3 separate regions of the Danio rerio genome follow, and all the other regions are linked to region 2. Evidence: chromatin contacts called from public Hi-C data. All regions are on one chromosome and are shown on one strand. The core of a region is the stretch at or near the end of the contact, and the rest is flanking DNA. Distances in the headings are between cores, read along the strand shown.

Region 1 (3,606 bases), core at 863-3,362, 180 kb after region 2:
CTTTAAAATATTTTAAACATAGCGATAGACGGTGCAGATTTCATATGCAGTATATCTTTGAGGCTCATTCCATACGAAGCATCCTTAGTTAATAGAATCTAAAGGTCAGAGAGGGCAAGGTCACATGGACTAATGACAGTGAATCTAAATGTTGACCTTCATCTTTTAGCTTCACAAGGGGGTTAAGGGACCAAAAAAAATGACTGAATGGTGTTTTGTCTCCACCTGCTGTTGCTAGTAGTGCACTGCATGAATTACTGTCAATAAAGAAACAATAAAACTAAAAATCAAAAACTGAATCAATTAAATTACATAAACACTTTTTAATCTGTTATTAATCATTTTTATTCATTGCTGTAGCTTTTTATTTTCTTGTTTCTTTTATTCCCATTTATGTAAAGCAATTTAAATTGCACTGTGTGTGAAATGTGCTATATAAATAAACCTGCCTTGCCTCATATTAAATCAGAGCAAGAACAACTGTAATTGATCAGATTTAGATCAAATAAAGTAAAACATTTTAGATGAACTGAATTCACACAAATGCAGCATAGTAGCTTCACTTTTGCCTCACAGCAAGAAGGTCGCTGGTTCAAGTCCCGGCTGGGTCAGTTGGCATTTCAGCGTGGAGTTTCCCCCTCGTATTGGCATGGATTTCAATTCGAAATTTCCCCCAGTTTCCCCCACAGACAAACACATGCGCTGTAGGTGAACTGAATTAACTAAATGGGCTGTAGTGTAAGAGACAGTGTGTTAATGTGTGTGTTGGTGTTTCCCAGTGCTGGGTTGCAGGTGGGGAGGGGGAGGGGGGTGGCATTCGCGGCGTAAAACATGTGCCAGAATAGTTGGTGGTTAATTCCAACCTGGCAACCTCTGAAATAAAGATCAAGCTAGAGGAAAATGAAATGAATATGATGTGTGTGTGCGTTTGTGTGGAAACTGGGGGAAAAGAGTAATTATTGAAAATTATCTTGTAAATTTTAATGAACGGCAACATGGAATAAATAACTGTGAAATTTTGAAATCAGCAGAAATCTGATAAAATGGTATTTTATATATTTTTTTTACAAAAATAATAAAAATATAAGGACATAACATTTTTAAATAAAAGTATTTCAATTAATCTATTAATTTAGCAATGTATTTTCACGGTAGTGCTTTTTATTTTTTATATAAAACAAATAAACCCAATGTTAAATATTAAGAAATAGTAGAATATCACAAAAATATTACTGGAAAACTGGTATTTAATACTGAGAATTAAGATGTGTGACATCCTAAAACAGGATAGATACTATAGGGCTGGGCGATATGGCAAAAATCTTAATAATTATTTTCCATATTGAATGATAACGATATATATTTTGATATAAGTTGTTAAAGCTTCCAGATTTAAAAGAGTACCCAAACAATGATTGAAGCCACAAAAATTAGAGGGTCCATTAAATGGCACAAGATTTTTGGTCGATAAATTTTAATTGGCTGAAAATTCGGTACATCTCTAATATCAACACACTTTTAGATTCCCATTGTTGCACGTTTCTGCAGTGTGATGGGCTCTAAGGTCAATTTAAAGTAACAAAAGTCCAGAGCTCATCATTGTAATTGACATATTGCGATTCATTGATCGAAGATACCATTGTAAAACACCTAATGTTTTTCTTCATCCACAATTTGAGCTTATTTATTTATATTTATATTTCAATGGATTTTAAATGAGATTAATGATGATTCTCTGGGTGGTTGCTAAGGTGTGATTGCTAAGAATAGAAACAACACATCATCTCTCAGTGAGAAAAATGGTTTGAGGCATCATTGTACAGCACAAATAAAATGTATAGTATAAGCTACATATTAAATGTACCACCTAACTGATTGTCTAAATCCATAACCTCCCAAAGCATGAGCAATAGTAGCAGTAATACTGCTTTAGCAAGCAAAAAAGCGAACAATGCGTCTGTGACAATGACAAAGAGGCAGTGGCGGAACTGCAGTTCCCAGATCCCCCACTAGATGATGTGAGAGTTCAGCGTTTCTCAGCTCAGCGCCACTGCTGGCTGGAATGAACATCTACCAGAGAAAAGGAAAAAAAACTGTGGCTTTTCTTCTCCCCCCGCAAATATTACTTCTAAATTCAACATGGAAAGAATGTGCAGAACCCCGTTTCTTCAGTCCCAGTGTCCCCATGAGGAGTTTCACTGCTTTAATAACTCTCTCTCTCTCTCTCTGTCTGTGTCTGCCAGAAGCTCATAATGAGAAGCTCCAAACACACAAGCCTTTCCAAACAATAAGCCATCAGACAAGAACATGTAACAGGGTTTCTGAAGTTTTCACAAAGTTAAATTTAAGACATTTTTAAGGCCACTATGAATTAAATTTTAGACTCATACAGGGCTAAACACTAACAAGTTTTTCGAATGGCGCAGATCGAAAAAAATTGTTTATTTGCCCTATCAAAAATGCATTATAATTTAATACATTTATTTTTACGATAATAATTTACATTTAATAATACAATAATATTTTAGTGATAAAAATAAATTTAATATTTAAGACATTTCTTAGCAAAATATTTTAAATATTGTGTCAAAACAAGCAAGCTCTAGTTGTAAACATGCGCTTCTTTCAGCATGAACTTTCTTCAAAATAAAAAATTGACAAATATTTTAAAAACTATAATAAACTAAATGTATACACAACAGTCTGTCCAGGTCAGTGTCATCGGCAGTAAATACAAGGGGAACCTTCAAACAAACATTACAATAAGGAAAACAATGAAACCATTATGGTGAATAGAGTTAAATTACATTTTTAAATAAAAAGATGAATTGTTGATGATTGTATGGGTGTTGGCTAGATTGGGTAGCTATAGATGAAAAATGAAAAATTAAGACCTGATTAAAAATGATTTAAGACCTACAAAACAAAATTTCAGTAAATTTAAGACTTTTTAAGGCCTAAAATTCTGTTTTTGAGATTTAAGAAATTTAAAGACCTTTTAAGACCCAGCAGATACCCTGTGTGAAGCTGTGTTTTAGTTCTGGTCAGTTATACACGTTATAAATCTCAATCATTTGCTGACATTTACTTCAAACACTGCATACATGATTGGACATCTTGCAAGTGAAGATGCTCTTCATTATTCATTAGGAAACTAATGCAGATTTGATGAACAGTTTATATTAGTAGGTTTTGTTTGGCATTTATTTGTGTATTTGTATAACCATTTTCATGTTTAATTTAGTTAAAGATGTTCTTTAAATGTTTATTTGTTTGTTTGTTTTTTTACTAAGCTTAGTAATGGTTTACTCACACTAGAGTTTCCTTGAACTATGCCAAAGCTCACTTTTATTTTAATTTAATATTATTCTTTTTTTGTATTTAATTTTTTATATTATTATTTCTATAAGGCTTGTTTGATATGCTTGTAAAATGTAAAAACGGTAAATAAATCATAAACAAACAAAAAAGTGACATTGCATGTTCAGTTTCAGGCTCAGGCGCGATTTGCACTCACACTACAAGCGTACCGTGCTAAAGCCCAACTGAACCACATTCTGGCACACCTCTTCTAACCAGGCATGGTTAAGATAGCCTAGTGTGAGT
Region 2 (3,522 bases), core at 1,009-3,508:
TTGACACAATTTACATTGTAAAAGCGCTGTTTAAATAAACTTGAATTGAATTGATCTCCACGTTTGTAACATGTGACAGTCTTTACTGCAGATTTAAGCACATTCAGACAAAGCAAATGATTCCCAGAAATAAGGACGAAATATAATGCAAAGAATAATCAAAATGTTTTCACAGCAATCCACTTCTTAAAACTTAAATACTTAAAAGTAGTGGTGTAACGGATCACAAATCCCACGGTTAAGCCTCCTTTTTACTGCACACGACAAGCGACAGACCGGAAGTCATTCATTTCCAATGGAGAGTCGTCTGGGAGCTGCGTGGAGTTCCGATCATCTCCGTATGCGGAAAATTCATTGAAATATTTGAACTCCTGCAACTAGACTGTATGCGAGTGGCCTACCGGATGTGATGTATTTCAGTGTTGTCCAATCAGGTCTGTGTGTGCGAGATGAGAAATAGAATTTTTTTTCATTATTTTTTTTTTATCAGAAAAAAAAAATCTACATTAAAAACATTTCTATTTATTAATGAGTAATAAAAAAATATATATATTTTTAATGCTGTCTCCACATTCACTCCAACATTTTTAGCGGTCTATGAGTTTCTAGTATTCATTCATTCAACTATGGTGAACTCATGGAGAATAAAAGCTCTTGCTTTTGCGCTCCTTTATTTTGGACAATGTGAGAACAGCTTCTCTCCCATGGTGCACGACAAAACAGAAAATTCTGTGCGACTGCCACAAGAGGGCGTATTCCGACAGTTGTGTCCAAATGTCGTGTGCAGTGGAAAGGCGGCTTTAGGATCACGTTCTGGTTTTTTAGTCTGGATTGGACCATTTTGTGGATCAGTCAAAGAAGACAAATGTCATTTGGTTTGCATTTATTATAAAAAAACAGCACCGCGAGACACTTTTGTGTAATACTCAGTACTGTGAAAAAATTACTGTTACTATTCCTGTTGCTGATATTACTAAATGTAGAAATCTAACATAACTTGTACAATCTATATTTATTTTTAGTCTTATTTTCAATAAATGATTCAGTGATTCACTTAAAGCATCATGTTTCATTGCTAAATGATCATTTTTGAAGAATTATTCAGTGGCATGTTTATGATGGCTGGTTGTCGCCACCTATTGGTTAAATAATATAGTTGCTGTCAACAACAACTTTCATTTTTGAGCATAGTTAAATGCATATGATTGTGATTTTAATCTTTACCCTAAACATCAGTGGATTTACCTAAACTATAAATTGTTATCCTAGTACTTCTGTGTTTGTAACTCAAAAGACTAAAGACTGAATCTCTTTCTTAATTTTTGTCTATTTCAAACACAGATTTGAATGCAGCCATTCAAAAGAATAATAAACATATGCAAATCACTTTTATTTATCATTTATGTTGCGTGGGTGTTGAGATCCTGAACCTTGAATAACCTCAGACACCCACCACATCCCAAATAACCCACCACAACTTCTTCCGTCATCATTATATTTTACAGGAAAGCCTAAATGCTTTGACATGTGATTTGAATGACGTGGTTGGTGATCTCTCTGCGAACATTACAAATTTTTGATTAATCCACAAGAGCCGTAAGAATAAAATGTGGGTAAACCGTGGATTGTAATCAATACGAATCACAGATCAATAGTGATCCGTTACACCCTTACTTAAAAGTTATATACTGAAATTTTTAAATGACTAGCTCACTTCCAGAATGAAAATTCCCTAGTAATTTGCTCACTCCCTTGTCCTCCGTGTAAACATTTGACAGCAGTACTGTCCACCATACTTACACCTTAGGCTTTTCTGGTTTTGACTGCTATGTAATAACACACACATTTAGTAAAGCTGCTTTGGAACAATTATTATTGTGAAAAGCGCAATACAAATAAACTTGACTTGAATTTGGATATTTGTATTAAAGTTTACCTTAAAAGTTTTGATGTCACATCCCTGAGATGTAAAGCTATACTAACCCGATCATATCAGCGCGGATTACATGTATTGGCGGGTTTGCATATAGCCCAATACAACAGGTCATGTCAAACAGCCGGTTTAGCTGAATAGCGGTGTGCATGTAAACGTGCTCAGTGCGTGTGCGGGTGGAACTGGAGTTTATGATGTTTTACCTTCCTGTCGGGGTGGTGTATGTAACTCATGGCCTGGGGGGAACTGCTGTGTGTGGACCTCTCCTCCTCTGAGCTCTGAGTTTGGGAGACAAGCACTCACCCTCCTCCTCCACCTCCACTGCCTCGTCCTCCTCTCGGCCCCGGGGGTCCGGTTTCCCTGCGGCTGGGGGCTGCTGGGAGTCGAGGGAGTGTGTGACGAGGCGCGAGCGCTGCAGGGCGGTGGTGTAGTCTGGTGGTTTCCTGCCCGAATGTGGCGTTCCCTCGGTCACATCTGTGATGGTCAGCGCGGTGTAACCCGGCGGCGTTGGTGGAGGGTCCCGATAGCGGCCGTCCTTCCGTGCTGGAGGGAGGAGATGGACACCACAGCTCTGTTTAATATCCCAAATGCTTCTCGGAAATGCCGGCGGATGCATGCACTAGATCAGTGTGAGTTGGATGGCTTGTTGTGCCGTTTCATCTTGTTGTGGAATAATGGGGTATACGCACAGCTAGTGTTTTTTTCCCCCTACCGAAACACTTCCGCTGAAAGGATAATGTGGCTATTTTTGCTATATTACATACGGTTTCTTTTACAGTATTGATGTTGTATTGTAAATAAAATACAATCCGCTAAATAGACTTAAGCATTCGTTAGGTTGTTTAAGCCATTTAAACATAGTTGAAACCAGAAGTTTACATACATTCGAGAGAATTTATTTTTAGAGAATTTATTATTAATTTCTAGACAGTCAAAAGTTTACACACATTTCCCTGGTGTTTTATTTAGCTTTGCTTTTAAACTGTATAACTTTGGTCAAATGTTTTGAGTATCCTTCCACAAGTTTCTCACAATAGTTTGAAGGAATTTTGGCCCATTCCTCCTGACAGAATTGGTGTAACTGAGTCAGATTTGTTGGCTGTCTTGCTCGCACAAGCTTTTTCAACTCTGCCCACAAAATTTTAATAGGATTGAGATCAGGGCTTTGTGATGGCCACTCTAAAACATTCACTCTGTTGTCCTTAAAGCACATTTTAACTAATTTGGCAGTATGCTTAGAGTCATGGTCTGTTTGGAAGACCCATATGTGGCCAAGTTTTAATTTCCTGGCTGATGACTTGAGATGTTGCTTCTGTATTTCTACATAATGTTCTTTCTTCATGATGCCATCTATGCTGTGAAGTGGACCAGTCCCTTCTGCAGCAAAACAGCCCCACAACATGATGCTGCCGCCCCCATACTTCACAGTTGGGATGGTGATCCTAGGCCTGTAAGCTTTCCCTTTTGTCCTCCAAATGTAACACTGGTCATTATAGCCAAACAGTTCAATCTTAGCTCCATCAGACCAGAGGACATGTCTCCAAAAACTATTATTTTCCCAGTGTAATTTAGCAAATTGTCACCTGACT
Region 3 (3,595 bases), core at 502-3,001, 250 kb after region 2:
TTTCAACATATTATGGTTAAATTCTGCAGTGGCTCTACAAATCTCTTCTGGTCAATTATAATCCCAACTCAACATTGCATATTCTCCGATGTGACTATTGTGAACATACACATTGTGATATCAATGCTGAATCAATATATTCTGCAGCCCTATCTCCAACTGCATTGATTTTAATAGCTGAATGAATAAATCCCCAAATTATTCACAGAAATGCTTCACTCTGCTCATTTGAGAAGTAACTGAATTGATTATTATAACTAAAATATAACTTAAATTATTACATTTGGTTTTAAAACCAGCGCAATCTGCATCAGTTCATTCAGAATCGCTCACTTAAACGATTCATTCAAACTCCGACTCGTTCACACACAATAAACAATGATTCTATTATATGAGAATGACCTCAAATGCACTTTAAACATAGACCCTATTCGGTTATTTAAGGTAAAAAGCACACAATCTGGATCAAAATGACCGTAAGCTGATATAAAACAGGAGGTAAAATCTAATTATCCAGATGTACAATAGAAGAATCATTTGTCTTCCTTTATGTCTGACAAAGCAGCCTGTCACTTTAAGAAAGCGACTCACTAGGATCGAATCGTTATCTTAGTTTCTCCAAATGATCCCAAACTAACATAAATAACACAAACTAAAATGCAAATTCATCTCGACTTTTACATATATCAATATCCTCACAGCAAAGTAATAATAAGATAATGTTCCTCTCTCGCCGACTGAGCCCACCAAAGGGTGGAGACTATAACGTTACAGCAAATGTCATAGCAACGTCTTCCAAATCATAGGCTAACCGCACAAAAATGCTGTGCTAAACATATAAACCTTCCTATATTCAACATTTAAGTCATGTTAAACTATTTCCCATGAAAACAAAGCGTGTTTAGTTGTGAACGATGCTAAGTTTACATTCATGTTGATGTTAATAGACTCCAAAAACATTGAAGATAACATTAACGCGAATATCTTATAAGCTTATTAGGACAATTGAATTCAGATACGCGTGTAAAGTAGCATAACTACAGCACTGTCAACACTATAAGGGTACATTAATTTCCTCCACATGACACACAGCAGAAACCCAGCGTATACTGTAACAGTTAACAGCCACATAATAAATGATTTAAAGACTGACCTGTTGCGTCCTGTCTGACGGATTCACCATCACCGCCTGCCGAAAACTGTTATCCACATAGGACGCCATGCTCCTGGATAATCCACAGCCGATCTCTCACGCAAGTGGTTTGTTTATGAAGGGGGCACAAACCCAGTTTTTATTTCTCGGAAGCTGCAGAGAGAGCTTGTCTTGTCCCCAGGCCACAGCCTGAGCCAGGAGCTTTCTTAATGTCCCTCGACCCGATCCCACAGGCACCAGACCGGCTGCTTTTTCCTCTTCCAGCCGCTGGAGCTTCTCCAACCGGACGCTGAGAGGAGATTTTTAAGCAGTGAGTTTTAGCTCTGTTTTACGCAGACGAGTGCATTTCTCAGCATTCCGTTTGTCCCCTGTTCGCTATTCCATCTTCAGTTTTCCATCCTAAAACAATGTCCATTGCACGCGCTTTGGCGAGTGTCCATTTTAAGTGATTTCCAAAGCAGCGGAGAGTGAAAAGCAGCATTTATACTGAGTGTTTCAGTGTCTAGAAGCGACGGATGGTCTGCTGTCTGTCTGGGCTTGCTGTTGTAAAAGCCGCCGCCACCACCATGGTGACCGACCGAGCGCCTCAAGAGGTTCATGGGCGAGTCCATTCAGCACAATGCTTGTAATGCGCCCTCAGTGCGCTTTACTCACAACACGTGGAGTTTTGGCGACATCCGCTGGACGATGGTGGAATTGCAGCTTTGAAGAAAAGGTTATACTGTATTATTGCTCAATGGTTAGCTCTGTCGCCTGACAGCAAGAATGACGCTGGTTCAAGTCCCAGTTGGCATTTCTGTGTGGAGTTAGCATGTTCTCGCTGTGCTGGTGTGGGTTTCCTTCGGGAGCTCCGGTTTCAGTTCAAAGACATGCGCTATAGGTGAATTGAATAAACTAAATTGGCCAAATTGTATGGGTATGAATGAGTGTGTATGGATGTTTCCCAGTGATGGGTTGCAGCTGGAAGGTGTTTACACACTGTGTAAAACATATGCCGAATAAGGTGGTACATTCTGCTCTGGCCACCCTTGATGAATAAATTGACTAAGCCCAAGGAAAATGAATGAATGTTGCTTTTACAGTCGTCCTGAATAAAGATCATTATTATTGTTATGTCTCAGAACGGTTAAACCAGTCCTGTTTAAAACTCAATGTAAACAAAACAGTTGCAATGTACCTTTCTAAAACAAACATAGCAAATAATCTAACAGATGTCGACGTGGCTGGGGACAAAATATATCAGGGCTCAACAATAAGGACTGCCCGATGGCCCGGGGCCAGCTTGAGAGACACTCAGGACAGTAGACAAGATCATTAATCAGGGGCTGCCACAGTGGAATGAACCACCAATTTATCCAGCATATGTTTTACACAGCCGTTCTAACTGCAACCCAGTACGGGGAAACACCATACATACTCATTCACACATACACTATGGCAAATTTAGTTTATTCAATTCCCCTATAGCGCATCTCTTTGGACTGTGGGGGAAACCCACGCCAACACAGGGAAAACATGCAAACTCCACACAGAAATGCCAGCTGAACCAGCTGGGACTCGAACCAGTGACTTCTTGCTGTGAGGCGACAGTGCTAACCACTGAGCCACCGTGTCGCCCCATGTGTAAACATATCATTTTTAATTTTGCAATCTTGCATCTCCAAACACACACAAACCAGGGACTGGTGATGGACAGTTTGAAATTTGTGTGTTTTTTCAACATAAGTTCTTTGATATAATGGATGTATGTAGGCTATGTGTTTCTATGTTTGTTTTTTTATTTGTTTCACCATGCCAATAGTAATTTAATTATATATTGGTGTAAGATTTATAACTATGCTTCATTTAATGCATGTTTTAAATTATGCACTGAATAAACAGCGTGGACTGATTTCAGCGGTGCTTATACCTTTTAATAAATAATCCATAAGCCTATAAATGTAATGCATCCCAACTAAACACTGATTCCATGGAGACAAAACACTCATGGCGGTTCATGAGAGAGAGAGAGAGAGAGAGAGAGAGAGAAGGAGAGAGAGAGAGAGAGAGAGAGAGAGAGAGAGAGAGAGAGAGAGATGACCTCCTGCCCAGAGCTTGTATTACAGTCCACTGAGATGCATAAGGACATCTCAACTCTTTTAAACATAGAAATGAGTGTGATGAAGAGGGTTAAACTGGATAGCACATCTTCTGAAGCGGACAGAGAAACTGGACAGAGAATCCTCTTCACAGGTGAGTCTTTCTGAACATAAACACCAAGTAATTTTGTGTAGAAAAGACATCTAATAAATGTCTAAACACAGCCAGCTTGGCTTAAACGAGGCTAAATTTAGACTGTCAGTGAAAATCTAATTGACGTCTTAAAATTAAAGAACATGTCAATTAAAACAAAAATTTAGACTTGTAGATTTAGACTTTTTTCAAAACTGCTACTCTCTGATG

What was found. A called contact is a pair of places that touch in the nucleus more often than the background predicts.
Region 1: a contact with region 2 is called in a Hi-C map of an unstated tissue, with 4 times the contacts expected there. The contact joins two enhancer-like sites. A contact is called at or near these places in 3 of 18 Hi-C or Micro-C datasets (caudal fin, embryo and an unstated tissue).
Region 3: a Hi-C map of an unstated tissue shows a contact between it and region 2, with 3 times the contacts expected there. The contact joins the promoter of rapgef2b here to the enhancer-like site in region 2. A contact is called at or near these places in 3 of 18 Hi-C or Micro-C datasets (caudal fin, embryo and an unstated tissue) and 1 of 4 datasets of contacts at active chromatin or transcription factors (embryo).

The regions. Positions count from the first base shown.
Region 1 is chr14:52,619,164-52,622,769 of GRCz12tu, forward strand. The region is part of intron 1 of rapgef2b (Rap guanine nucleotide exchange factor 2b); the gene reads right to left. Among named protein-coding and RNA genes, the nearest start is that of trnaq-cug, 15 kb to the right of the region's middle. Within about 2 kb of position 2,113, at least 46 of the 62 cell types and tissues checked have an H3K27ac peak or open chromatin away from gene starts, as enhancers often do.
Region 2 is chr14:52,436,928-52,440,449 of GRCz12tu, forward strand. All of the region lies in intron 26 of rapgef2b (Rap guanine nucleotide exchange factor 2b), which reads right to left. Among named protein-coding and RNA genes, the nearest start is that of trnaq-cug, 200 kb to the right of the region's middle. Within about 2 kb of position 2,259, at least 3 of the 62 cell types and tissues checked have an H3K27ac peak or open chromatin away from gene starts, as enhancers often do.
Region 3 is chr14:52,683,097-52,686,691 of GRCz12tu, forward strand. It overlaps rapgef2b (Rap guanine nucleotide exchange factor 2b), which reads right to left and starts at 1,752. Exons shown (of 27, transcript XM_073922281.1): 1 at 1,154-1,752. It overlaps spmip2 (sperm microtubule inner protein 2), which reads left to right and starts at 1,170. Exons shown (of 4, transcript XM_009291291.5): 1 at 1,170-3,385. The coding sequence starts at 3,229.